Linked DNA regions of Mus musculus: all the other regions are linked to region 6. The links are chromatin contacts, called in public promoter capture Hi-C maps. All regions are on one chromosome and are shown on one strand. The core of a region is the stretch at or near the end of the contact, and the rest is flanking DNA. Distances in the headings are between cores, read along the strand shown. Region 1 holds the start of Mcrs1 (microspherule protein 1). Region 2 holds the start of Rarg (retinoic acid receptor, gamma). Region 3 holds the start of Espl1 (extra spindle pole bodies 1, separase). Region 4 holds the start of Prpf40b (pre-mRNA processing factor 40B). Region 5 holds the start of Zfp740 (zinc finger protein 740). Region 6 holds the start of Slc4a8 (solute carrier family 4 (anion exchanger), member 8). Region 7 holds the start of Fmnl3 (formin-like 3).

Region 1 (3,582 bases), core at 1,009-3,508, 1.5 Mb before region 6:
GGTGCCATCCGGACACACCGGCAGAGGAGGTAAAGGAAAAGCACAAGGCTTTGCTTGGACCCCAGGCAGGCTCAGAACCCAGGCAGGCTCAGAAGGCCATTTCAAACCAAGGCTAGCAAGGGCGTGCCTAGCCCCACATGCCTCCCCTTCCAGGCGCTCTGAGCCCAGGCTACCTGGAGGAGCTTCTGCGTTTGGGGATAGTGCCCAGGGCCTGGGAGGATGCTCGCTTCTGCCCTGCCAGTGACTCCTCATCCTCGGAGCGGCTGGCTGTGCCTGACGCCATCAGGGACGAGTCTAGCAGCCCCTGAGAATCTAGGAAAGAGAAAGGGTGACCTCTGTGCACGGACCCTTGTGTCAGCCCCTCAGCCCTTGCCCGGCCTCCCTGAGGCTTGGTCTTTGAGGCAGGCATTCCTCCTTGGCCATCCAGATCCCATCCGGGCTCAGACCTCCTGGTGCCACGGGTCATGGGGTGCAGCACAGGTGCTCAGGTCAGGCTGATGAGGCCGACACACGGGGTGGGCTCTGAGCATAACTGCTCCCTTGGCTATCAAAATGCATTGTGCCAAAGAGCAGAAGCTCCACAGCAACTGAGGCAATTGTGGCTCTGCCGAGAGGCACATGGGTGGTGCTGGCCCAGGGGAGGGGGGTGGTAGGTGGCATTGCCGGGCCAAGACCGAGAGACACTCGTGCAAGGCAAGGGGTAGAGTCAGAGGCTGCCTGGCGCCCGAGAGCTTGGGGAGATGGCCGGGCCTCACACTACCTTTGTCCATCCTCTCACAGTCCCAAAGCCTCCGGCTCCAAACCACAGGGCTAGGAGGAAGGGTCCCACAGGCTCATCCAAGGGTTCTGACCAAGCGAGCTTGGATGCTGAGAAGAGAGTCTGGGAAGGAGAGGTAAGGCTCCCTCAGGCTCGGGTTTCCAACAGGCCAAACCTACTGACTGACCAATCCCTTATCCTCGTGCACTCGTGCACCCTGTCTGAGGTAGTGGGAAGAGGCAAAAGAGCTCTACTCTCAATTGCACCTAACCATTAGTAGCTATTACCTGGTCTGATGGCTCTGACAGTTAATCCCAGCATGTGGAGGCGGAGGTAGAGGTAGAGGTAGAGGTAGAGGTAGAGGTAGAGGTAGAGGTAGAGGTAGAGGTAGAGGCAGGTGGATCTCTGTTGACTTTAAGGCCAGCCTCGTCTACAGAGCAAGCCAGGGCTATCTATATAATGGTGAGCCTCTGCTCCAAACAATAAAAACAAAAAATATAAGTAGCTATGTGGGAGTCACTGAGGCCTTTGTGTGAATGATAAAAAGATGTGGGAAAAAACGTATTAGGCTCAGAGATCTCTCTTAATTTTACCAGTGAATCCTAAATTAAGCATTTGGAACGTTAACCAGAAAGGGTCAAGGGATTCCTGACTCATTTGTTTTCCTTTGCCTGTCTACTCAAATCAGCAGCACCAGCCTGCCCCCAGGCCACAGCCTGGGAAGGTAGATGGAATCCCACTATCTCGCTACCCTTTTGCTTTCCCTTCCATTTGCAGCTTTTACTAAAGCGGGTGGTTCCTTCGGACGATTCAAACGTGGTTTGGGAACTGTATGAATACCCAGCGCTTTGGCAGCCCCGCCCCTCCTGACTCCGGCGTCTCGTAGAGCAAAGTTCTGGCTCTGCCTTTAAGGACGCTCCACGACCAGCTCCGTGGGTACCACAGAAGGGGGGTGCAGGTGTCCAGTCCCACGAGCAACTAAGGCAAAGTGCTTGCCCTCCTTCCCTTCCCTCCTCCCGACAGGGCACCCCCAAGGTGAGGGATCAGTGCAGGTCTGTTTCAGGGACTCTGGGGAGCAGTGGTAATTTAGTCAACTCTTCGGCTCCATACTACTGCATCGATCTCGCCATCTGGCTCTGAGGCCCACAGGCCGGTGGTAGCGAACCAGGACCAACTCCCAGACAATTCTCATCCCACCTCAAGCATGCCACCTGTGCGCATGCGTAACACCGCAGGCCAGAGCCTGGCCTGATCGGACTTACGCATGCGCAGATTTTTCGGGGCGATACCGGGGCGGGGCCCCAAATCTTGTTGTGGGGTTGTGCCCCGAGGCACGTTGGGAAACTCCACTTCACCCTCCAGGTCTACTCAGAACACTAGGAGACGAGTCGCGGGGTCTCACCATTCCTAGGCTGCCAGCTCCAACAATTTCTCCGCGGCGACGGCAGGAGCCGCAGGGCCAAAGCCGGCTTCCGTGAGACACATCTACTTCCGGGTTGCGAACGAAGGGTTGGACGATCTCTTCCGGTTCGTCCTGGACCCGTAAGTGGAAGGGGCGTGGCCGTGCGCCTTAGTGGAAACCATTTTGCGGGGAGCCGGAAATACAGCTTTCCCGGTTGGCAGAAGCGCTTAGGGAGGCACCAGGCAGTGTTAATTATAGGAACCGCGGAGGTTTCCGTGTTGGAAAACGCAGCGGGAGGGCGGGGCTTGTGCTGAGACCCCGCCCAGGCGACGCTGGGAGGGGCGGGGCCGCCGTGCATTCGTAATTAGCACTAACCTTGGTAGGTCTCTCTGGACCAAATCTTGTATTGTTTTATCTGCCAGTGTTTTCAGATAAGGGATTCGGTCAGGCTCTTTGCTAAGCACAGGACTGGAGGAACATGTTGGAGAGTTTGCTCTAACTGTGGCGTACAGTACGATCCCGAAAATTCCTGTCTAAGGGGGAGATGCAGGATGGTGGCCGCGTTCCTAAGGAAACACTCCTTAGAAGGAGCGGCGCCAGTTGCTTACGCCAGAAGAACTCCATCTAGACTGCTGGGGTCAGTCGTGGGTAGCCAGCAAACCAACCGAATCCTTTTCAGAGGACAGTGTTCCCTGAGGAAACTGTTTTGAAAGAAAGAACTAGTTCCCAGAGAACAGGAGACGTCCAGACTTTGGGGCCGTGAGAGATGCCCGGGAAAGCTAGGGAGACTGGGCTCTAATAGCTCTTTCATGCCTTCTTTGAGGGGCACAAAAGTGGAGCAGCTCTGGCTGGAGGAGCTTCCGGGAAGAGCGTTTGCCCAGCGTGCCTGACATCCTGAACTTAAGTGTCAAATGGACGACCCTGACAAGTTGCAAGTCTTCTCTTCATAATATACTGTTACTTATTTAACGAGCATGTATTTGCTTTATCGCTCCCAAAACAAAGTTTTCTGGTATACAGTGTGCTTGTTAGAGGTTTGTCAACTTGAAACTAGCTAGAATCTTCGCGCTCAGTTGAGAAAATGCCTCCTTCAGACTGGTTGGTAGGCAAGTCTGGGGTGTGTTTTCTTGTTTGGATAGATGTGGGAGGTCTAAGCAGTGCCTGCCTTGAGGTTCTTGCCCCAACTTTCCTCGGTAATAGACAGTGACTTGAAAGTTATGAGATGAGGGGCTGGTGAGATGGCTCAGTGGGTAAGAGCACCCGACTGCTCTTCCAAAGGTCTGGAGTTCAAATCCCAGCAACCACGTGGTGGCTCACAACCATCCATAACGAGATCTGACTCCCTCTTCTGGAGTGTCTGAAGACAGCTACAGTGTACTTACATATAACCAATAAATAAATCTTAAAAAAAAAAAAAGAAAGT
Region 2 (4,037 bases), core at 192-2,691, 1.5 Mb after region 6:
GAGGTGGGGGTGTGCCCCGGGGTTGGGGGGGCGTGTCCTATGCTGCCTACCAGTTCTAAGCCACTGTGTGTGTGTGTGTGTGTGTGTGTGTGTGTGTGTGTGTGTGTGTGTGTTGGGATAACCAAGCTCCGAGCACCCTGGACACACACTCCCCTTGACCCCCTCTAAGTATCCTTACTGACAATGGCTGTGGTCCTCAAACCCTAACTCAGTACCCGAAGAATAACCATAAGGGCAGAAGCCTCAAATTTGAGGAGTAGGATCCCAACTGCCCCGGGTTTAAGCCCTACAAGAGGGAATTATTTGAGCATTTTGTCCTTGAGTTCCCTCCCCGAGACAGACATCCCTGCTGCCCCATCCCCATGACCACCAACTAAGCATATTCTTACCCTCTGGCCTCTGCAGAGAGTCCCTCCTACATACTGGGCCAGGCTGAGGTGAGGGACCTGGTGGAAACTGCTGGAAAGGAAAGAGGCGCTGTCAGTGGCACTCCAGGACAGGGGCTCTCCTGAACCTGTCCGGGCGTTATAACTCTAGCTTTGTTCCACTGGGGCCTCCCCTTGAGAATATTCTAAAAGAGCTCCCCTTCATTGGCTCACTTGTGCAGTAAGGGATAGATCAGAGAGAATCCAGGTTCTGCAGTCCAAACTCCACAGACCACTTTACCCACCTAGACACTTGCTAGAGCTTTCCTAGTCCCCATACAGAGCCCTGCCAATCCACTGGAGAAAGGGTACTTGGACCATCAGATCCACCCTTCAGTATGCCCCCGCCCCACTCCGGTGGAAGAATGCCATCCTTTCCCAGAGGAGGAAAACCCGTCTTCTCTGACATTCCGAGTACAGGAACATTGGTTCGCTTGCCCAAGACTTTCCTAAATGCTCTCCTTCAATACTCACCAAAATCAAGGGCAGACAACCCGGCCCATCCTCAGTCTGTCTAAAAAAAAATCTCCCCTTTCTCTTCCCGGGTCACGACTGACCCCAACTTGGGGCAGGAAGCCTCCGCATAAGCTCGGCTAACAGCTTGGCCACCCCCGGAGGGAAAGGACCCCAAGGCTCCCGACGCCCCCGCCCCTGGCTCATTTCAGCAGAGGAGCCCCGGCGTCCGCGGCCGGAGGGCGGCCAGGCGGGCGAGCCGGCTTCCCCGCCTGACTCACCTGGAGGGGAGGGCGGGGGAAGGAAGGCCGCAGAGCCCCGAGGTCCCGGCGTCGGGCGGTCTCGGGGATGGAGCACCGCGGTGTTAGTGACTCGCGGTAATGGGGGGCTTCAGGGGGGCACGGCTCTAGGCTGGGACAATCCCGGGGCCTCTCGGAGCCCGCCCGCCCACGTGACCGCCCCAAAATATCCGACACATTTTCTCCCAAACCGCACACTGACTCCGCAGGCGGGGACACGGAAAATATTTTCTTTCTTTTTCTCCCTCCCTACCCCCCCCACCTCCCTCCCTGCCTGGCTCCCTCCTCCTCCTCCCGCCCTCGCTCCTCCCTCCCCTGCCGCCTGCCCCTGCCCGGCTCCCTCCTCGGTGCCCTGGGGCTGGGGGGGGTGGTGGCTGGGGGGGGGGAGGACTGGGCGGGGCGGCCCAGGACGCCTGGGTCTCTGCCCCTCCCATTTGCTAGGCTTCCGTGGCTCCATCCCCGGGAGGCCGGGCAGAGCTGGCAGAGGTCAGTGTCCTGGGCTCCATGATGCCAACCCTTTCTCTCTGGCGCTATCCCCCTTCCAGCCATTTGGGGAGACTGAGTTGTCTTTAGCCACGCTGTATTCTGCCAGGCCGGTCTCTGGTACCTCCCAGGGTAGGCAGTGAGAGACTTGGACACTGCCAAGACGTGGAGTGATGGGGCAGGAGTATACCAGAGGAGAAGGCACTGTCCCCTTTTCTTAGTTAACCTCCACCTGCAGGTCAAAGCAGTATCCCTTCCTCTGGCCTTCTCTGTCCTATGGCCTAGGAGCAAACTGGTTTAACTAGTGGGGGTTACGATGAAGGTGCTACGAATTGGGTTCACAGGCTTCCTCCCTCTCATTCTGCCTGAAGTTGACTCCAGGAGTTAAAGCGCGTGGGTCTCTCGCTGCCAATATCGTCCCCACCTTTAGACTTGGATTTAGAGGGGGAGAGGCTGGCTGGGAGGAGGGCTGAAAGAACTTTAGGGAGGAGGGGGGATGGGAGGAGCCTTGCGCTGGGTGTGAGGGAGAAAGCCCAGGCGAGGGTGTGTGTCTGGCTCAGCCAGCGAGGCCTGCCTGGCTGCCTGGTAGATGCGCCACGAATGTTGTTGACGCTGGGTCTCTAGAAGCCCAAAGTCTGTGTCTAATAGGGATATTCTCTGTCTCCAAACAAACCGAGGCTGAAAGGCTCTCGAACCTAGAGAGGGAAGCCAATAGTTTGACTTTATACCACAGAGCACAGAGCCAGAGAAAAGTGAAGTCCTATGCACTCTCACAGGGATGGTCACGACTCCAGAAGAGGAGAAAGCTCATTGGACGGGCTGGGCCAGGCACTAGCCCAAAGGACCATCCTCAGCAACGCTCCCAGAGTGGCCAGCACCTGGGGAATGGGCCCCTGAATCACATCACATTTTCCACTTTGGAATTACTCAGCTCTGGTCTTGCTGTCACCCTAGGGGCCAGGCATCCCCCTCCTGGGAAAGGCTTTTCTGGGTAGCCATTATCAGCTAAAGGAGAAGGGGAAAGAGAGGCTTGCTGTGGCAATCCCAAGAGACCAGAGACGTTGTGGGGGAGGAAGGGGGGGAGCACAGACGAAACTCTGCCTTTCGCTCCAGGGCTGGGAATAGGTACTCCAGGGTCCCGTCCCCAGGTGGCCTGACTGCTGTTGACTTTGCCGGTTACCCTGGGAGCAGCTCTTAGCAGTGTGGGAGGGGTGTGTGTCCGGGAGTTGGACCCTGGCATTCAGGCTGGGGTGGGATAGTGAGCTGCCTGTGTGGCAGGGATCCTGCCAGGAGGCTGCAAAATTAACCCCTCCTGCCCTGCCCTGGTGGTGGCTGGCGGAAGGAGGGGCGGGCCCAGCTGCGGTTTGGGAATGTGGCCCTAATCCCCCTCCCCACCCCACCCCGGCACATCTGTAGTTGGTTTACAGTGAATGAGTCTCCTGTCCTCATGAACCAGGCTTGGGCACCATTCCCTTCCTGCCCAGGCACTGGGACACAGACCCAGGCACCACCCTGCTCAGCTCTCTGCACTGGTTCTTCCCTTCAGGGACTTGACCCAGAGACCAAGCATCGGAACCCTGAGACTGCAGCTTGGGGTAGCAGATAGGGATGGAACAGTTAGTGGGATGAGAGGGGGGACAAATATGGGAGAGCATCCAAGAGGACAATAAGTTTAAAATCCCATTGTTTTCCTGTTCCCTTTGTCTTGATCTGTCCATATGTCTCTGTCTCTGTGGTGGGTGGGTTTGTTCATTTATTATCCATCCTGGTTACTATAACTACTTCCTCGAAACTTCCTCGTTCCTATGACTGGAGGGGGAAGTGTTGGGGGGGGAGAGGTGATGCTGTCCAAGAATACTTGCCAACCCCTCTCATCCAGTAATTGTCTCTGCCCCCTCACCAAACCCAGTCACTGGAGTTGTACACAGAATCAATTAGCCACAACAGACAGGGCCTGGTGGCAGGGGCCTTAATCCCAGCTACTCAGCAGGCTGTAGCATGAGGGCCCTCATGAAAGCAGAGAGCTTCTATACAGCAAAGGAGACTGGTAATCAACCAAGTGGGGAGACAGCCACAGAGCAGCAGGAGAGCCTTTGCCAGCCATGTGTCTAACAAGAGGAATAGCTAGAGAAAGAACTCAACAGTGAACAGGCTGATGAAATGAACAGGCTAGTCTCAAAAGACAAATACAAATGGCCGAGAAACACTGGAAAATATGTTCAACCTCGATAGTAGTCAAAAAAAAAAAAAGCAAATCCAGTGTGCATTGAAATCCCTTCCCACCCCATCGCCTTGGAGCAAGAGAGAGGGCTCAGCAGTAGGACCTGGGTTCAGTTTCCAGCACCTCTGCCATCTTATCATCTCCTTGTGGACCAGG
Region 3 (3,778 bases), core at 430-2,929, 1.5 Mb after region 6:
GCTACCCAAATGGACCAGATCCCTGGAACTGGAGTTAGAGAGCTGTGAGCCACCATGTGGGTGCTGGAAATTGAACAGAGGCCCTCTGGGAGAGCAGCCATTGCTGTTTACTGTTGAACCATCTCTCCAGGCCCGCTTTTTTTTTTTTTAATATTTATTTATTTCTTTTATGTGTAGGAGTACACCATAGTTGTCTTCAGACACACCAGAAGAGAGCATCAGATCCCATTACAGATGGTTGTGAGCCACCATGTGGTTGCTGGGAATTGAACTCAGGATCTCTGGAAGAGCAGTCAGTGCTCTTAACCTCTGAGCCATCTCTCCAGCCCCAGGCCCGCTTTTAAAAAGATTTTTTGTTTTGTTTTGATTTTGAGACGAGGTCTCACTAGACAACCCAGGCTGCCTTTGAACTTTAAGCTTTTTTAGCTCCTCAGCCTCCTTAGTAAGTATTCCCTACCCTCTGGTGGTGGGTGATGTTTGGTACCACCCTTGACTTTATAGTGCATCTGAGAGAGCAGGAGTTAGACTACTTGGTAGGCAGGCAGATAAGGGAGAGGGGCCATGGCTAGGAGATAAAGGTGGTCAATTTCCAGGATGGCTGCTTCTTCCTTATGCCCCTGACTTGAGAAAAAAGCTCGGCATTGTTAGTGTCTGCATTAAATATTGCCATTCCCACGCTGAAATTTTCTAGTGGGGGAGATGTCAGTTTTTTCTCTTATTCCCTCCCCTTCCTATGTCTCCCCCTTTCTTTTTCTTCCTTCCTTCCTCCCTCCCTCCCTCCCTCCCTCCCTCTTTCTTTCTTTCTCTCTCTCTCTCTCTCTCTCTCTCTCTCTCTCTCTCTCTTTCTTTCTTTCTTTCTTTCTTTCTTTCTTTTGATTTTTCCTGAGACAGGGCTTCTCTGTGTAGCCCTGGCTGTCCTGGAACTCAGAAATCCCTACGCTCAGTATTTTGAACCCTGTTTCAAAAAACAAACAAAACAAAAGACTGTGAACGTTCACAATGAATTCTTCCCTTTACTCTTCACTCAACTCTATAGCCTTTCTTATACAACCCATGTAAGATGTAGGCTGGAATCCAAACTTGGGAGGGAGGAGAACCTAGGAGAACCCGGAGGTTGTCCCTGCACCCTTTTCAGTGTCCCTCTCCACAAAGTCAGAGTTTTAAAGAATCCCAAAGACCCTGTGTGGTGGTGTACACCTTCAACCCCAGCATTAGGCAGGTGGATCTCTCTTAGAGGCCAGCCTGGTCTATTTAGCAAGTTCCAGGACAGCTAGGATCACGTAGTGAGAACCAGTCTCAAAAAACAAAAATAAAAACAAAAAAATACATCAAAGGCTATTACACCTTTTCTTTCCTAGTAACGCAAAGCAAGCCATGTGGGTTTCTTATTTTAATTCTCTTGAAATTTAAAATCCTGCCTGAGCTCAGGGAATAAAGGCAAGAAAGACTTAGTGATTGACCACCCAACTGCGAAATGACTGTAATTGACTGAGGTTGAAGAAGGAGACTGTGTCCCAGAGTCTTTCCGGTCCAGAGTTGTACCCGCCCCTCCAGGAACACGTGACAGACAGCGCGGCAGATAAACTACAACTCCCAGAGCGCCACGCGGCCGGCCTGCGTTACGCTTTCTCGCTGATTGGTCACTAGGGATATTTGAAAGGAGGTGCTGGCGCGGAAAACGAAGCGTGCCCACCCGGTGCTTGGTGGAGCTCGGGCTGGAGGACGCTGCTAGGCCGGTGAGGAACGGCAGCTTCGAGGGAATTAAGGCACGGAGGGTCTGGTGAGCGCGCGCTCAAGCCGCGGTAAGTGACATTCCCATTGCTGACCTGGGAAGAAACGGGGCGTTTCTGCGGAGGCTCGGCGGCCCCCGAAAGGGTGTGCTCGGCGCCCAGGACCCTGTGGAGACCCCTGCGGTGGCCTGGTGGGACACTGAGGACAAGGAGCGTCCTGGAGGAAGGAACAGTGGACTTGTCAGTTTGTAACGGGAGCCCAGTTTATATCGGCCTCTCCCCGCATAGGATTTCTGGTGGGATTCTTTGCCTGCTTCATCCTTTGAATCCTCCTACAACTTTCAATCCCTTCTTTCCTCCAGTTATTTCCATTACAACCCTTCGCAGGCTTCTACAAACCATTTCGTTGTATCTAGACTTTTGCCATGAGGAACTTCAAAGGAGTCAACTTCGCCACTCTGCTCTGCAGCAAGGAGGAGACCCAGCAGCTGCTGCCTGACTTGAAGGTGGGACCCTTTATGGCTCAGGACACACCTAGTTTCTGAGATTATCTGTGTTTTTTTCCTTTTCCTTTTTTCTTTTTTTCCGAGACAGAGTTTCTCTGTATAGCTCTGGCTGTCCTGGAACTTACTTTGTAGTCCAGGCTGGCCTCGAACTCAGAAATCCACCTGTCTCTGCCTCCCTAGCGCTGGGATTAAAGGCTTGCGCCACCACGCCCGGCTTCCTTTTCCTTTTTATTTATTGTTTTTATTTTTATTTAAAAAATTATTTTTCCGCCGGGCAATGGTGGCACATGTCTTTAATCCCAGCACTTGAGAGGCACAGGCAGGTGAATTTCTGAGTTCGAAGCCAGCCTGGTCTATAGAGTGAGTTCCAGGACAGCCAGGGCTACACAGAGAAACCCTGTCTTTGAAAAAAAAAATTTTTTTTTCCCCTAGGGCTACTAATGTGATCATCTCCTAAGGACACTCTGGTTTATGTTCTCCGTTTGGGAGAGTTATACATCGGTTTTTGTTTACGTTTTATCATTCTCCTTATAGTAAATTTTACATTCTAATTTTATTTATTTATTTATTCATTTATTTATTATATGTAAGTACACTGTAGCTGTCTTTAGACACTCCAGAAGAGGGCATCAAATTTCGTTAGGGATGGTTGTGAAGCCACCATGTAGTTGCTGGGATTTGAACTCAGGACCTTTGGAAGAGCAGTTGGCGCTCTTAACCACTGAGTCATCTCACCAGCCCTCTAATTTTTAATTAAAAAAAATTTTTTTTTTCCATACTGGGGATTGAACTCAGGATCTCATGCATTCAGGAAAATATTTCACCACGGAGCTATATCTCTATATCTGTTTTCACTTTTAAAAATAACATATCATCTATGTCTTCATATGTTATATACAAGCATATATAATATATAGTATGAAATATGTAAGCTATATATTATCTAAATATTATATATATGTTTAAAGATTTCTGAGACAGGGTCTCTCTACATAGCCCCTGGCTGTCCTGTAAGTCACTATGTAGATGAGGCTGGCCTCGCTCGAACTCAGAAATCCACCTGCCTCTGCCTCTCAAGTGCTGGGATTAAAGGCCTGAGCCACCACTGCCCGGCCTGTTTTCACTTTTTTATTTTGAGACAGTGCTCATTCGCTCAAGCCCAGGAAGCTCTTGAACTTTTCTTCTGTCTTTTTGCCTTCACACAGGCCTGTGTCACCAAGCCTGGCTTGTGTTTTGCCGTAACTTGGAGAGAGATACATGAGAACCTGTGGGGCCCTGTTTCTGCCCCCCCCCCCCTTTCTTTTCTGCTCACGCGGCTTGATTCTTTCTCCTAGGAGTTCCTGTCCAGATCCCGGACTGATTTCCCCAGCAGCCGAACAGATGCCGAAAGAAGACAAATTTGCGATACCATCCTGAGGGCTTGCACCCAGCAGTTGACTGCCAAGCTCGATTGCCCTGGGCACCTGAGGAGTATTTTGGACCTGGCAGAGCTGGCCTGTGATGGCTATTTGTTGTCTACTCCACAGCGCCCTCCCCTCTACC
Region 4 (3,715 bases), core at 701-3,200, 1.5 Mb before region 6:
CAAAGGAGAGAACTGGTATTTCACATACTTGTAACAACACAGGTCACACACACACACACACACACACACACACACACACACACACAAAGTGCCCCCCCCCCCCCCCCCAGACAGGGTTTCTCTGTGTAGCCCTGGCTGTCCTGGAACTCACTCTGTAGACCAAGCTGGCCTCGAACTCAGAAATCCACCTGCCTCTTCCTCCCAAGTGCTGGGATTAAAAGCGTGTGCCACCCCTGCCCGGCTCACAAAGTGCTTTTTAAAGGAGAGGCTGGAGAGATGACTCAGTGGGTAAAGACAATTGCCATCAGTCCTGATAACCTGATTAAATCCCCAGGACCCAAATTGTGGAAAGAGAGAAGTGACCCCAGAAAGTTGTCCTCTGGTTCCCACATGGGTGCAGTGAGCACACATGTGTCCCCCTCCGCCCCCCGATAAATAAATAAAATAAAAGCAAGAAAACATAAGGGAAAGAAGAGACTTTAGATTTTTTTTTAAGCTCGGTTTTGGTTTTATTTTGTTTTTGTTGTTTTGTTTTGTTTTGTTTTGTTTTGATACAGGGCTTCTTTGGGCTACACATTTCCCTGTGTATTCCTGGCTGTCCTCGAACTTGCTGTATAGACCAAGTTGGCCTCGAACTCAGAGATTTGCCTGCTTCTGCTTTCCAAATGCTCGATTAAAGGGGTACACCCACTACCACCTGACATACATTAGATTTAAAGTGCATCATGGATTTGTTATTTGAGATCACTTCAAGAAAGACAAATTAGATCTCAGGGGAAAGGGTTTCTTCCCCTCATGTCCGGCTTTTCATGACGTCCTGGGACATCATTTTAAAGATCAGGTCTCTCACTAGTCAGAAAACACAATGTAGGCTAGTTCGGCTAGCCGCTGAGCCCCAGGGATCTGTCTGCCTCTACAACTCAGTGCTGGCTTGAAGAATGAATATAAGAACTTTTAATACAACTATTGATAAAGCCAAATTGTCTATAGACATAAAGAGGTGTTTTCCTGAGTCAGGTTCAGAAACCTACAGAAGGAAACAGGCAACGTCTTGGTCTTTACCCCGGCTTTGGAGGGGTAAAGAGGTGCAATGCCTCCAACCAGGGCCAGCTGTACTAGCCCAAGAACTTGAGCATGCATGCCCATTAAGTAGCTTCGAGTTCCCTTATCTACATAACTGAACGTTTATCTCTCACTGTAGATGTTACAGAGGCAGATTCTGAAAGTAACCCAGCGCTAAGCGAGAGGCACGTACGCACTCATTTAGGGGATTTGTCGGCTTTGCCCGACACATACGGCTGCTGGCACAGGAGTTTAATTAATAGTTCTTGAATTAAGAAATTAAAACTAAAGCCGGGCGTGGTAGCGCACGCCTTTAATCCCAGCACTCGGGAGGCAGAGGCAGGCGGATTTCTGAGTTCGAGGCCAGCCTGGTGAGTTCCAGGACAGCCAGGGCTACACAGAGAAACCATGTCTCGAAAAAAACCAACAACAACAAAAAATTAAAACTAAAGAAAATACGCAGGGAAAAGAGCCGCTCTGTGAACCGCTGTAGTGCCCTCTGCGCGGGAGAAATTAATGGCTCGGTCCGGTCTGGGTGGTGGCCGCGGAGTCGCGGGCAAGAAGGGGGCTGTGAGCCGGGAGAGCCACGCCGCCCTGCGCAGCCAGCGCGCGGTCAGTCCCAGGCCCGCCCAGGCGCGCTCCGCCCCCGGGGGTGGGCCCAGGCGCGCCCCGCCCCAGGGGGCGGTCCCAGGATTCTGCGCACGTGGGGGCGGGGCCTGGCGCTCCGGGCCGGGGGCGGAGCCGGGCCGGGCACACCGGGCCGGTTGGGGGCTCCGCTCCTCGGCGAGAGCAACCGGAGCCCCGGCCACGAAGGGGTGCGACCCCCCCACTGGCCCCGCCCTCCCGGCCGAAGCCCGGCCAATCAGAGCTGTTTTTACTGGCGAGTGGGCCGAGCCGGCCCAGCTGCTCTGAGGCTCTGGCATGGTAACGTCCCCGCGCGGGGGTGGAGAGGCCCGGGGCTGTCTCACAGCGCCCCCTGCGGCCCGGGCTCGAGCCGGGGAGGCGGGAGGGCCGCCGGGGCACCCGGGACCCTGAGGGAGGGCGAGGGGACCGAGGGGTGAGGAAAAGAAGCCCTGTAGGTAGGTGGGGGCGGGGAGTGAGGGTAGAAGGGGCGGGGAGGCCATTATGGTGCATGGCGGGGGGCGGGGGGGCGGGTGCGACCGGGGGCTGAGGGGACGGAGAGCCTAGGCGCTGTGTGAGGAGGAGGAAGGGATGAAGTGAACGGTGGGTCTGTGGAGAAAGGTCGGGGGCGAAGGGAGGGCAGGCGATGGAAACCAGTTGCCAATCCTAGGCTATTTGGCGTGGCCCGTGCCCCTCCCCCAGACCCAGGCTTGTGCCTTTTGGAAGCCCCAGGTGCCCCTTTGGACCTTAGGGGACACCCTTCCTTACCCATCCGTTCTCAAAACCTGTCTCCCGAGGTTAGGAGGGACTTCTGAGGAAAGAGATGCTCCTGGTTTCCACCTCAGAACCGGAGTAGTCCAAGAAACGGAGGAGCAGAGGCCCCTGGGTCCCAACCCTGGCTCTGCCTTCAGACAGACTGTGGTAACTCTGTGTGACCTTGGGCAAGTCACTACCTTTCTCTGGGCCTTGAATTTCCCATTGACTTTTAAAAAGGAAAATGGGCAGTATGATAAACGGACTCTCCATCCGTTGCAGAAGGGGGCGGGATTTGAGGAGGGAATTCAGGCGAAGGGGTTCTAGGATGCGTCAAGCAGGAGGATGTTGGAGTGGAGACCTTCAGCTTGACTGGGGAAAATTTCTCGGGATTTACGGATAAGAGATTTAAAGCTTGCAAGGCTGGGTCCTGGCAGGCCTGGGCCTTGGGAATCCCGTTGGAGAAATGGGAGAACTCTATAAATAGAGGAAGTTGAACCCTGGAAGTTCAAAAACGATGAGAACCAGAAGTAACAACATTCTGTTTCTTCGGGAGAGTGAAGAGGTGATGGAGGATCAGAAGCAAAATGTTGTATTCTAGAAAGATCTCTAGGCTCTTTGTGGGGAGCAGAAGAAATGCTAGGGCTTACACACCAGAGTAGAGGCTAGGAAGTAGGTGGGGGAGGGGCTGGACCTATTTGGGCTCTGCAGGTCAGTGGAGACAACAGGGTGCTAGAGCTCAGCTGTTCTTTGCAGCGCTCTGCATTGAACCTAGGGCCTTGTTAATGCCGGCAAGAACTGTAGTGCTGAACTACTCTGCCAACCCCGTTTCTTTTTGATGATGGCTGCCTCTCTTTGAGAAATATGCCTCTTAGCCTTCATTTTCTTACAGTTCCTTTGGTGAATAAGTCAGTCCAGGCCTACCTAGGATCACCTGGTTGTCTCAGAATCTCAGGATTGGGATTAAAAAAAATGAGGCTAAGAAATGTCATCTGTGCCATCCTTCTTTCTGGGAGGCAGCTTTATGGGGTCGGACTGCTTGGATTCCAAACCTGCCTCCGCCGTTTAATCTCTGAGAACTGTAGCCACGAAGTAACCTGTTAGAACCCCAGCTTCTCCATGAAATGGGGATACTTTCTCAGAAGGTTGTGAGGATTAAATGGACATGTGGTGTGACTCTGGCTCATAATATGCACCCAGCAAACATTACTGTTAGCCGTGATCTCTGTTCTCTTCCCTGTCTCTCTATTTTTGTCTTTTTCCCTGTTCTTCTGAGTGC
Region 5 (3,477 bases), core at 401-2,900, 1.4 Mb after region 6:
TACTTACATATGATAAATAAATAAATCTTTAAAATAAATAAACAAACAAACAAATAAATAAATAAAGTTTGTGTATCTCTAGCTGGTAGAACTTGCTATGTATACCAGGTTGGCCTTAAACTCACAGGGATTGGCCTGCTCTGCCTTTCAGGTGCTGGGATTAAAGATATTTGTCACACTCCCCTGCTTTTTTTTTTTGTTTTTTGTTTTGTTTTTTTATTTTTCCAAGACAGGGTTTCTCTGTGTAGCCCTGGCTGTCCTGGAACTCACTCTGTAGACCAGGCTGGCCTCGAACTCAGAAATCCACCTGCCTCTGCCTCCCAAGTGCTGGGATTAAAGGTGTGTGCCAACAACACCCGGCTACACTCCCTTGCTTAAGCTAATGTTTAAAACTGTATGATTGTTTCTGATGTGACTCTGTCCATGCAAGTTCAAGAGCCTGTACACACCTGGACTGCTTATTCCTTTAGAAGCAAGGTCTCTTCCCCAACCTGGGGCTCTAATTTTCTCAGTTAAGGTGGAATCCAGCAAGTCCAGGGGATTCTCCAGTCTCCACCTTTGTCAGAGCAGGCTTGTTAACCTGGAAAACAGAATCCAAACTCTGGTCCTAGTTTCCCAGCAAGCACTCTTAACAGCTGGGTCATCTCTTCAGGTCCCTACATTTGTTTTAAAAACATTCCTGGTGACATGTCTCTCCATTTTATGTCAGTTTCAGAATGACCCTAAGGGAAATGGAACTTACTTTAGTGGTGTAAAAGGTACAGGACTGTGGTTAGGAATCCATATGCTTTTTGGATAGTGTCTTACTGTCACTTAAACTCACCAGACAGCAGTTAGAATAGAAACTGGGACTTAAGTGGAATTCACGTTTCCTTCTGCCAAGTGTGCACTTAGAATAGTCCTATCTTTTAGCAGAACTCCTCTCTAATGCTACAAGTGGGGCGCTAGTATTCGAGGATAGGCTCAAATTTCCAAAGGGGGCCTGGCCCAGAGGACAACACGCACTTCCAAATCTCCAACAAGACTAGTCCACTGAAGGGAAAAAAGGCCTTTTCTTGAAAGGAAGCCTAGTTTGGCTAGGTCAAGACTGCGGGGCCGGAGCACGTTTGCCTTGGCTATTGAGGGAACTCACTGAGACTCACATGCAGATTGTGGTTTAGTGTGTACCGCAGGACTGCGCAACGGCTCAACTCTCCTCCCAGCTGACCTCAGTCTGCAGGTCTGCACCCCACAGCAGCAGGCACCGGAAAAACAGACCTCACCAAGCTTTAAAAAAAAGATCAGAGGTACGAACTGTCCCGGCTTCTACCTGGGGCGTCAGGAGAGAGACGGAGATTCTGCAAGAATCAACCAGCGCACCTAGCGAACCTTCTCAAAGAACACTCAGTACCTAAAGGTTCCCTAAAGGTTCCAGGCGAGCCTGGGAGCTGCCCTCAGTGAAGATGGCGGCCGGGGCGCTCGCGCGCCACGGCGCAGGCGCCGCCCTTCGCACCACCCTCCTCCGGTCCTCCGGGCCGTCCCCCTCCCGCTCGCCAGCTGCAGCTCTCCGCGCGTCCCCAGCCTCACCCCTTTTCGGAGGGCCCCCCCTCCTGTCCCGGCTCCGGAGCCCGGAAGTGGATGTGGCCGCTTGGCAAAGAGGGGGAGGGGGACGGAGAAGTGCTTCCGGGGAAACGGGCCCCGGGTTGGTGTTTGTAAACTTGCCTCGGTCCCGACGCGGGGAGCGGCGGCCGCGGGCTTGGCACGGGGTGCCTGGGGCCTGGAGGGGGCGCCGCGCGGCGGAGGAGACGGCGGGAGGCCGCGCCAGGCAGGTAGGCGCGCGCCGCGGGGAGGCAGCGTCGAGCGGGCGGGCGAGCGGGCGGACAGCAGCTCGCAGGCCGTGGGGCGCCGCGCGCGAGGGGGGAGGGGAGCGCGGCGGAGGAGGGGCGCGCGGCGGAGGGAGGGGGCGCGAGGGGAGGGCCGCCGCCGCCCCGCCCCCCACCGCCCCGCCGGGAGAGGGGGCCTTGCCCGGGAAGGGGGGGGGAAGCGCGGGCGCGAGCACGCAGGTCGCGCGCGGCTCGGCGCTCCCGGGGCTGCGCGCTGCGGCTGCCTGCAGAGCGCGCGCACACACGCCCGCCCTCCGCCTCCGCGGCGGCGAATTTACGAACCTTCGGGCGGACTCCGAGCGACGCTCACGTGCGGGCACTGCCAGCCACCCCGGCGCTCGGCGGAGGCCTCCCGAGCTTCCTTCCAACACAGTTCTGCCCTCGTCTGTGGAGTGCCAGCTTTGCAGGCCGGCCCACTCCGCACAAAAGCCCCAAAGGGCCTCCGCCCCCTTCTTCCGTTCCTAAGATGGCAAATCCCAGCTCTTACTCTCTTGGCAGATCCTCTCTATAGGAGGCCCAACTTACTTTTGCTCCCGTTGGCTGCTCTTTCGGCCCAGGAGGCCAGTTTCTTCTACTGACCTAGAAAGAAAGCTCTCGACTCATGTCCTCCTTTTGAGCTTCAGAACGCCCAGCAAAATAAGTTGAGGGAGCTTCGATCGTTGTTTGGCCTGAAGATGTTACACCTAAGGGCCTCATCTCCCTTTCTGGTTTCAGGTTTCTGGAACAGACCTAGAGCTTCACCAAGAGAATTCAACTTGGAAACCAAGACTGGTAGACTCTCGTTTCTTCCGACAAGAGGCAGAAGTCAGAGAGAGACTGCGGATTCTTGGGACACCTGTTTTCCTTTTGGAGGACACCGAGTTCTTTGAGAAGACAGTTCAATATGGCAAAGGAACTGAAAGAACGGGGAGGAGCCGTTACTGTGATTTGGTGACGGTTCTTCAGACAACCAGTGTCTTAAGGAAAACTGGGACAGAGAACTTCTGAACTTTTTGGGTTCGTTAAGTGAGAAGTCAGCATGGCTCAGGTAAAAAGCTCTCGAGTCCTCCTTCAAGACCGTTCACTGGGAAGCCTCTTTGCAGTGTCACCCTTGAATTCTGCCTTAGCCAACAGTATTGACCATCCCCAGTGAGCCGAGCTCTGTATTAAGCGCCAGGGGGAGATCTAGAGGAAGGAAAGGAGACAGGCCACAGCCCCTGCCTTCAGGGAGCTTCCAGTCAAATGAAGGAGGTAGGCTATATATCACGTCACAGGCACTGATGGGCCATTGGCAAAGCACCTTGTACCCGGTGTACTTTTGGTACGTGAAGTACTCGGGCATAAGGGAGTGTATAGTCTGGTGAATGCTTCATTTGTTTTTTTTTCCCAACAGGAATTTTATTGAGCTCCTGTTACATGCACGGCATTGTGTTTGGAATACAAAGATGAATAAGATTGCCCTTGTCCCCAGTAAGCTCCCAGGCTAGTTGGGGGGAGGGGGAGGGATGACGGCAAGACAGTCTGTTATTTATTATTTTTATATTCACGGTGCCCTGCGTGATAGCTGGCTGGTACTAGAGACTCTGAATCAGTTGACTAAAGGAGTTCTCAGTGATAGAAGGATTGTGACTGCGTG
Region 6 (3,577 bases), core at 1,077-3,576:
TGTTTTCCGTGTTGGACCGACTGTGGCTACTCTGCATGTTACCACTCTCAAATCTTGGCCCCAGACTGGAGATGTTTGCTCTCTTCACCCTGGCAGGTGTGTGCGCACACGCACAAGCCGTGCTGTGCACATGGAGGTCTGAGGTCAGCTTGCAAGAGTGGGTTTCTTTTTACATCGTGTAGGTCCTGGGGGATCAGATTCGGATAATGAAGCTTGGTGATGAGTGGTGTCACCTGCTGAGCCATTTCGCTGAACCTCAATACATGTATAAATAGATTGAAATAAACATACATATATTTGCAATCTTCTAGATGCCTAGCAACCTCTGAAGCTATGTGGAGTACAAAGGCATAGAAAGAAAAAACGTTGTGAGATGATAACCAGGCAAGGTTCCTTTTATAGATGATCAAAAATAATGATGTGAGTGATGGCTGGAGAGATGGCTCTGGGGTTATGAGCACTGACTGCTCTTCCAGAGGTCCTGAGTTCAAATCCAAGCAACCACACGGTGGCTCACAACCACCTGTAATGGGATCTGATGCCCTCTTCTGGTGTGTGTCTGAAGACAGCGACAGTGTAATCACATACTTAAATCTTATTTAAAAAATGATGTGCATGCATGCACATGCGTGTGTGAGTGTGTACATGTGCACATTTATGTGTGTACTCATGTATAAGTATGCATGTGGAGGCCAGAGTTTGATGGCAGACACCTTCCTCAATAGCTCTCCACTATTGTTGTTGTTGTTGTTGTTGTTGTTGTTGTTGTTGTGTTGTTTCAAGACAGGGTTTCTCTGTGTAGCCCTGGCTGTCCTGGAACTCACTTTGTAGACCAGGCTGCCTCAAACTCAGAAACCCGCCTGTCTCTGCCTCCCAAGTGCTGGGATTAAAGGTGTGTGCCACCACTGCGAGGCTATTTTTTTTTTTTTCTAATGTGCATTGGTGTTCTGCCTGCATCTATGTCTGTGTGCTACATTTATTTCTTGCACCTGAGGAGCTCAGAAGAGATGAAAAAATTCCCTGGGACTGGCATTCTGGATGGTTATGAGCCTCCATGGAGGACCCGGAACCCAACCCAGGTCCTCTAGAACAGCAACAAGTTCCCTTAGCTGCTGAGCTGTCTCTCCAGCACTCTCTGACAGAATCTCCCACCAAGTCTGCAGCTCATCATGGATTGGTTGAGACTGAGGCTGGCTGGCAAGCTCCGGGGACTCTGCCGTCTCTACCTTCCCCAGCACTGAGATCACAAGCTTTTGCCTCCAGACCCAGTTTTCCTAGGTGCTGCGGATTGAACTCTGCTCCTCACACTTATATGGTAAGAACTTTTTAGACCGAGCCATTTCCCCAGCTCCAGAGACATTAAGGCCCAATCTTGTTTCTTATTTTGATTACAGTGTGTACTGATGATATGTGGAGATTGAAAAAAAATATTTTTGTGTGAGATAAGGTCTAACCAGGAAGTCTAGGCAGGCTTGAACTTGCTGCTATCCTGCCTCAGCCTCCTGAGGGCTAGATGAGCCTGCACCACCATAAGGGTTGAACTTTGACATGTACTGGGTCATGCTCCTTTCTGCAGTTTTGGCAGAGGCTGAGATTGATTGCCACGATCCCTTTCCCCTCAATGGCTTGGACTCACCTCCACTCTCAGGAGACAGAAGACAAAGGCCCCTTTCTTTCTCTCAAGCTACGGATGGTTAACCTACTCTGTTTCCTTTTAAACTCAGATCAAGTCGAATGCCTTACTCCTCACTTTCCAACCTCGCCTCAGATCGGTTAGTTCCGCTGCTGAACAATAATTCGTCTTACAGTATGTCTTTTGGACACGTTGAAATCACCCTCAGCTCAACCCCCACTGTCTGCTGTCAGTCTTAGACTGGGGAGACCCGAGTCTCAGCCTCTTTGACTGCTTCCTGTCTGCTGCTCTCTAACGCTCTTCAATCTGGCCACTAACTCAAGGGTTAAAAGTAATTTTAGAAGGCTCTCTCTTCTCATTACTTCCTCCTGCCATCTTGGTTTCGGAGGGAAATTTTCTATTAATTTAAAACCCATCTTCCGAGGAATAAAATCAGAACAGGTAAACCTGACACTTTCCCAAGAGTCAGGTGCAGCTGCAAACAGAGGCAGGGATTTTCAGTTCCTAGCAAGCAGTAGGAAGGACCTCGGAGCCCGGAGGCCCCCTAAGGGGGGAGGCGGTTTCTAAGGCAACCGGCGCGGGGAGGGGGTTGGCTCTCTGGCGCCCTCCTCCCTTCTTCCTGGTAGCCCAGGGTACCGCCGGACAGCGTCCTCCCGTGCTCCGCGCGCTGATTGGCTGCTCGGGGCGCCCTCTGATTGGCTGCTGCGGGCGCCTCGCGGGCTGATGGCTATGAAGGTGGCGCCGGTTGATGGTTGACCGATCCTTGGATCCAGGGTAGGGGTCGCTGCGCGTGCGATCGTCTCACACTGGACTACAGGGCGCGGACTGCTGCAGCTCAACCTGGAACCTACCGGCGAGACCAGGCTCCGCCCGGCCATGCCCGCCGGGAGCAACGAGCCGGACGGCGTCCTCAGCTATCAGGTGGGCCCCGCCTCCCGCTCCTCCCCGGCTCAGCCTCGGTGTTCTGCCCACCGCCCCGCTCCTGCCCCAGCCGGGGTTCCAGGCGTGTCCCCGAGGGCAGGGGGGAGGCCCGCACGGGACGCCAGGGGGCGCTCCGGGTGGCCGGGGAGGGTGACCTTGGGCCGAGCCCGGAGCCGCCGGCACTGCAGCATCCCCTGCGTCGCCGGCTGCCCGGTGTCCCGGAGCAGTGACCTCTGTCCGCGGGTCCCGGTTGGCGGCCCACACCGGCTTCTGGCCTTGCCTAGTTATGCTGTAGGTGGACGAGAGGGAATCCAGGGACCTTGCGCGGGTCTTTGTGTTTTGACTCTGTTTCCTCAGTGACTCAGAGGAAACCTTGCAAAGACCGGGAGGCTGGGAACAGCCCTGAGAATGTAGCCGGCTTTGTGGATCCCTCCGTGCTGCCCAGACAGCTGACAAGTTCTGGGTATGGATGCACATGAACCAGGGGAGCCGTGAGGTGTCAACAGCGCCGACACCACCAGCCTTACCTAGAACAACAGGGGCGGCTAATGTTAGGAAGCATTGGACTAGGTGTGAAGGGTCAGTGGGTACAGGTTCCAACCTGCTTCTCATAGGCTTCGCGATCTGAGTAAGCTACCTGTCTCTTGGAACCTCGGTTTCCCCATCTATTAAAATGGAAATATGTGTACGGTTTACTTCACAAGGCTGTTTTAAGGACTCCGTGAAACACAGTTTATTGTGTGATATCCAGTGAGTAGTAGCTTTTTGAATTCTCACACCGGCTTTCTTGTGAAACCCGATCAGGTGTGGTTACTGCTGTGCCAAGAGGGTTTGAAGGAGGGAAGGGAGCTGAGCCGGAGACTAGTACCGAAGCAGGAAGGGTGGCGGGTCTTGGAAGCAAATGCCATGTTGACATCAGGAGTGGGTTCTGGGAGGAGGCATGGAGAACTTCCTGCATGTGGTGAATGAAGTGGGCATGACACACCCTGCCCCTCTTCCCGGCAAGTAGCCTTTGCTTGCCAG
Region 7 (3,923 bases), core at 945-3,444, 1.4 Mb before region 6:
TGTAACCGATTGCTTTAGGGAAAAGCCAGGGGGTACAGAGCGAGATTCTGGTCTCTGGTTTAGGATATGGACTTTCAACTTTCCCTCAGCCTCTGTTCAGGTGGTTGTCACTAAGTTACTACTGAATCCCTCCAGCTCCACTCTCCTACAATGTTGGTAATGACAGCGCTTCCCACCCGGGACTGTGCTACAGATTTCATGAGCGTCGAAATCAAAGATTTGGCAGAGTCTGCTGCGCACTGTATGCTCAGTAAATGTTAACTGAAGTTTATCTCAACAGTGACTCAGATCTGAGATCACCTGTATTCCCCAAAAGGAGTTTGAGGTGCAGAAATCTGAGGAAGGCAATTATCCTATGCTATACACCTGGTCACAGGATATGCCTGCTCCTGTCAGATGAAGGTTTTCCAAACCCCACTGTATTTACAGAGCCCCACCCCCTACACTCCTCCGGAAAACACTCTGACTGGGAAAGTTGTATCACCGCTGAGTCAAGACCACAGACTCCTGGCTTTCTGGTACAGACACATGATCTGATCCACAAAGACCTAGGCAGAGCTTGGAGAGCTTGAGGTGATTTACACAGAACATTGATTCCAGGAGTCCTAACCCAGCCCTGTGCCTTAAACCAGGGACTCTATGGAGGTGGTGCAGATACATCACAGGTGTGCAAGCATACTGATTTTTTTTTTTTCCTCCTTCTTCCTTGGGGCAGCTGAAGGTCATAATTGATCCCCTCCGGGTGTGCCCTGATATTAAGCGCCTGCCAGGGGCCATCCTTTCTTGCTTCCCCTGACACACCTCTGTGGAACATCCTGGACTCTCTCTGAGTCCAAGTTGGTGCCATTGAGATGATGATGTGAGGCTCCCCACATTGCAGAGGCCAGGATCTCTAGACAGCTCCACTGCTGCCAACAGATCTAATCTCCCTCTTCCAAGGCAGATGAAATCCAATAAGGCTGCTAAGTCTACAACTTATCCCTCCTCACGGGCAAAGTCAGTCCTTCAGACCGTACCAACAATACACCAGAATTATTACTATCTCCTAATAGCTCTTTGGGGGAAGAAGTGAAAGCTATTTCCCCAAGTTTTTCAGATTTATCTGTTAGCGTTATGTTCATTTTTTTTTTAAAGCTTCATGTTGAACATGGTCCAGCTTCCTCTCAGTGATACCTGCTACTAACCTCTCTATTCAGAGTCACTCACATCAACGTCCAAGCCCCAGGGCAAAGGAGAATCAGTTCGTCTTTAGAAACCATCCCTTTTGAAACCACAGAAGGACTACAAAGAACCACAAGCAACGGTACACGAACCAGTCACCAAAGTTTAACATGAAACGAGGGAGGATAAAAAACCAGGCGGGATGGTTTGTGTATTGTTTCAATTGGGGGGAAAAAACTGTCTAGTCAAATGGCTTATCCACATGTTCAGCCTAGGCAAATCCACTATAACTTAGCAGGATGCCTGCAGGCGGTCCTGAAATAAGTAGAATGGCATCGCTTCTTATCCCACCCCCCACCCCCATGGGCAGCCAGCCCCTTCTCCAATCCCCCCTTTTCCTCCCCGAAACATCTGGTCTGAACGCGAGACCCGCTCTCATGAAGGAGGAAAAATGCCTGATTTTGGCTGGGGACCCAACAGCTTCCGAAACCGTCCCACCAGCGAGGTCCCGGGAATGGAATTCCGGCAGCGGACCGGGAAGTCTGAGGGAAGTGGGGAGGGAGGAGTCTGGACCTCGGGCAGGTCCCGGGCTTGGGGACCCCTCCTCCCCGACCCCCGACGGGCCGCTCCGAGCTGCCGGCCGGGCCAGGCGTTGACGGGGCTGCGGGGGTGGGCGGGACCCGGCGGGGGCTGTGGGGGCGGCGGGAAGGCAGCAGCGCCGGTCTCACCAGCACTAGGGCGAATCTCTCTTCCAGCTCGCACGGCTCGGGCATCGGCGTCTTGCCGGGCGGCAGCAGCAGCGGGACGGAGGGCGGCTCGCCCGGGCCACCGTCGGTGCTCTCCAGGTTGCCCATCGCGGCGGGGCCTCCTCCGGGCCTCAGCCCTCCACCTCCTCGCCAGGGCCCTCAGCCGCTCCGACCTGGCTCCTCCCTCAGCGCCCGCTCCCCAGGCCCGATTCCTCCGCCCCTCAGGGGGCGCCTCGCAGTCCGGCGGGCGGCGGCGAAGCGCTCGACGCGCTGAAGCGCGCCTTATTCATGCAGGCCACGCCCACCGCCCACCGCCCCGCCCGCGCCTAACTGACAGCCGCGCCTCCCAATCACAGAGCCTCCCGCCCTCGGCGGCCTCGCGCCTGGCTGCGAGCGCGCCCTGGTGGCCCTTGGTGGGCATCCAATCGCTGTGTTTGTTGGAGGATGTAGCCACAGAGCGCGGACTGCAAAGTTAACTGGGAACACTAGGGAGACCACCATCTGTGACTCAGGTCTGTTCATTCCAGCACTGGAGAGGCTGCGGCTGAAGGACTGCTTGATTGGAGACCAGCCTGAGCTACATAGCAAGACTGTCTCAGAAAAAAAGCAACTTATCGTGAGAGCCATGTATATAACCCCGGAGAAGTCACACCACCACCTTCTGAGCTTTTGTCGACTGGAGGGAGAAATTTGCGCTTGAAAGAATGATTGAAATTAGCCGGGCGTGGTGGCGCACGCCTTTAATCCCAGCACTTGGGAGGCAGAGGCAGGTGGATTTCTGAGTTCGAGGCCAGCCTGGTCTACAAAGTGAGTTCCAGGACAGCCAGGACTATACAGAGAAACCCTGTCTCGAAAAACCAAAAAAAAAAAAAAAAAAAAAAAAGAATGATTGAAATTATTCCTGTGAGGGCTGGAGATGGCTCTGCTGTTAAGAGCAATGGCTGTCCCTCTGGAGGACCTGAGTTCCATTCCAAGCAACTACAGAGCTGCTCACAACTGTCTGTAACTCCCATTTCCAAAGGATCCGCGACACCTTCACACGTGTGATACGTAGGAAAAACACCTAGAAAATGCACGTTTTTAAAAAGGTGATTGCTGTGACCTAATGTCCATTTCGGCCTGGCTCACAGAGGATTTTATTATCCAAGGATGGTATCTCTTTTTCTGGAGCCTTACACAGACTTCTCCAGGTCTCAAGTTCCTGTACAATGCAAACAGTAAACCATACAAACAGCATATCAGAGAACAGAGGTTAGACTGTGGAAGTAAATGCCTTGGATTTGGTAGAAAGCGATCTGTTAGGTCCTTCCGCTGCTCACAGCCCTCCAGCTCTGATGGAACCGAAGACTGCTGGCTCACCACTAGACTCTGCTGCACGCCACACTGTGGCAATGCCTGCTTTCTGGAGAGGTCATGCATGCCCTTCCCTGGACTTGGCTTTAGGAAGGATGGGATTCCATCCAAAAGAGACTCGGGAGGGAGATATATTTGACACAGACATCCAGGGAGGGGAAAGGCTTCTTCCTGACAGACAGAGACAGGTGAAAGAGGCATTTAGAATAAGACCTTATCAACTGGTATGAAAATAGGAGAACAACTCTGCTCTGGCTTGTCATTACTAACAAGGTGATGGGCTTCTGTCATTTCTGTCAGCCTTTATCCCTCTTCTTCTGGTGATAGAGAAGTTCTCTTTTAGAGAACCACTAGATTCTGTTTTTGGCTGAAGTGCAGCTGGACTTTGCTCCTATCAAGGAGCAGGACTTGGCCCAAGACTGCCCAATGTTAGAGACTGTAGGACTAGTCAAGGCTGTAAAGGAAGAGTCAGGAAAGAGGCTCTCTGTTCCTGGAGCTTGAGAATTGTTAACCCATAAACCTACAGCTATTCTTGCTTACCTTGCCATCACGTCAAGCCCAACCTGCCTGAGAATGAAGCTAGTACATGGAGAACAGCTGCGAGGGTAACACAGACTCCAGATGACTGGAAACCAGATCCAACCGCTCAAGTTGTCACCCAAA

The links. Promoter capture Hi-C pulls out the DNA fragments that hold promoters and counts their contacts.
Region 1: a promoter capture Hi-C map of liver shows a contact between it and region 6, with 5 times the contacts expected there. The contact joins the promoter of Mcrs1 here to the promoter of Slc4a8 in region 6. A contact is called at or near these places in 3 of 39 promoter capture datasets (liver and pre-B cells).
Region 2: a promoter capture Hi-C map of liver shows a contact between it and region 6, with 5 times the contacts expected there. The contact joins the promoter of Rarg here to the promoter of Slc4a8 in region 6. A contact is called at or near these places in 3 of 39 promoter capture datasets (liver, pre-B cells and stem cell-derived epiblast-like cells) and 2 of 115 datasets of contacts at active chromatin or transcription factors (astrocytes and embryonic stem cells).
Region 3: a promoter capture Hi-C map of pre-B cells shows a contact between it and region 6, with 8 times the contacts expected there. The contact joins the promoter of Espl1 here to the promoter of Slc4a8 in region 6. A contact is called at or near these places in 5 of 39 promoter capture datasets (hippocampal neurons, liver, pre-B cells and 1 more) and 1 of 484 Hi-C or Micro-C datasets (B cells).
Region 4: a contact with region 6 is called in a promoter capture Hi-C map of liver, with 4 times the contacts expected there. The contact joins the promoter of Prpf40b here to the promoter of Slc4a8 in region 6. A contact is called at or near these places in 5 of 39 promoter capture datasets (hippocampal neurons, liver, pre-B cells and 1 more).
Region 5: a contact with region 6 is called in a promoter capture Hi-C map of pre-B cells, with 9 times the contacts expected there. The contact joins the promoter of Zfp740 here to the promoter of Slc4a8 in region 6. A contact is called at or near these places in 2 of 39 promoter capture datasets (embryonic stem cells and pre-B cells).
Region 7: a contact with region 6 is called in a promoter capture Hi-C map of liver, with 6 times the contacts expected there. The contact joins the promoter of Fmnl3 here to the promoter of Slc4a8 in region 6. A contact is called at or near these places in 5 of 39 promoter capture datasets (hippocampal neurons, liver, pre-B cells and 1 more) and 1 of 115 datasets of contacts at active chromatin or transcription factors (pancreatic cancer cells).

The regions. Positions count from the first base shown.
Region 1 is chr15:99,249,703-99,253,284 of GRCm38.p6, forward strand. It overlaps Mcrs1 (microspherule protein 1), which reads right to left and starts at 2,259. Exons shown (of 15, transcript NM_016766.3): 1 at 2,160-2,259; 2 at 761-880; 3 at 174-312. The coding sequence starts at 770. 1700120C14Rik (RIKEN cDNA 1700120C14 gene) reads left to right here and starts at 2,086. Exons shown (of 3, transcript NR_045627.2): 1 at 2,086-2,299.
Region 2 is chr15:102,256,081-102,260,117 of GRCm38.p6, forward strand. Rarg (retinoic acid receptor, gamma) reads right to left here and starts at 1,442. Exons shown (of 10, transcript NM_011244.4): 1 at 1,160-1,442; 2 at 390-459.
Region 3 is chr15:102,294,614-102,298,391 of GRCm38.p6, forward strand. Espl1 (extra spindle pole bodies 1, separase) reads left to right here and starts at 1,680. Exons shown (of 31, transcript NM_001014976.2): 1 at 1,680-1,802; 2 at 2,147-2,236; 3 at 3,571-3,778. The coding sequence starts at 2,156.
Region 4 is chr15:99,293,288-99,297,002 of GRCm38.p6, forward strand. It overlaps Prpf40b (pre-mRNA processing factor 40B), which reads left to right and starts at 1,951. Exons shown (of 26, transcript NM_001370635.1): 1 at 1,951-2,141. It also overlaps a transcript of Fam186b not described here.
Region 5 is chr15:102,201,995-102,205,471 of GRCm38.p6, forward strand. It overlaps Zfp740 (zinc finger protein 740), which reads left to right and starts at 1,651. Exons shown (of 8, transcript NM_001289691.1): 1 at 1,651-1,808; 2 at 2,577-3,092; 3 at 3,235-3,311. Csad (cysteine sulfinic acid decarboxylase) reads right to left here and starts at 3,058. Exons shown (of 18, transcript NM_001359126.1): 1 at 2,145-3,058; 2 at 1,143-1,266; 3 at 450-580.
Region 6 is chr15:100,759,421-100,762,997 of GRCm38.p6, forward strand. It overlaps Slc4a8 (solute carrier family 4 (anion exchanger), member 8), which reads left to right and starts at 2,327. Exons shown (of 25, transcript NM_021530.2): 1 at 2,327-2,554. The coding sequence starts at 2,510. Gm52175 (a long non-coding RNA gene) reads right to left here. Exons shown (of 3, transcript XR_003951485.1): 3 at 3,269-3,506.
Region 7 is chr15:99,368,288-99,372,210 of GRCm38.p6, forward strand. It overlaps Fmnl3 (formin-like 3), which reads right to left and starts at 2,195. Exons shown (of 27, transcript NM_011711.2): 1 at 1,890-2,195. The coding sequence starts at 2,015.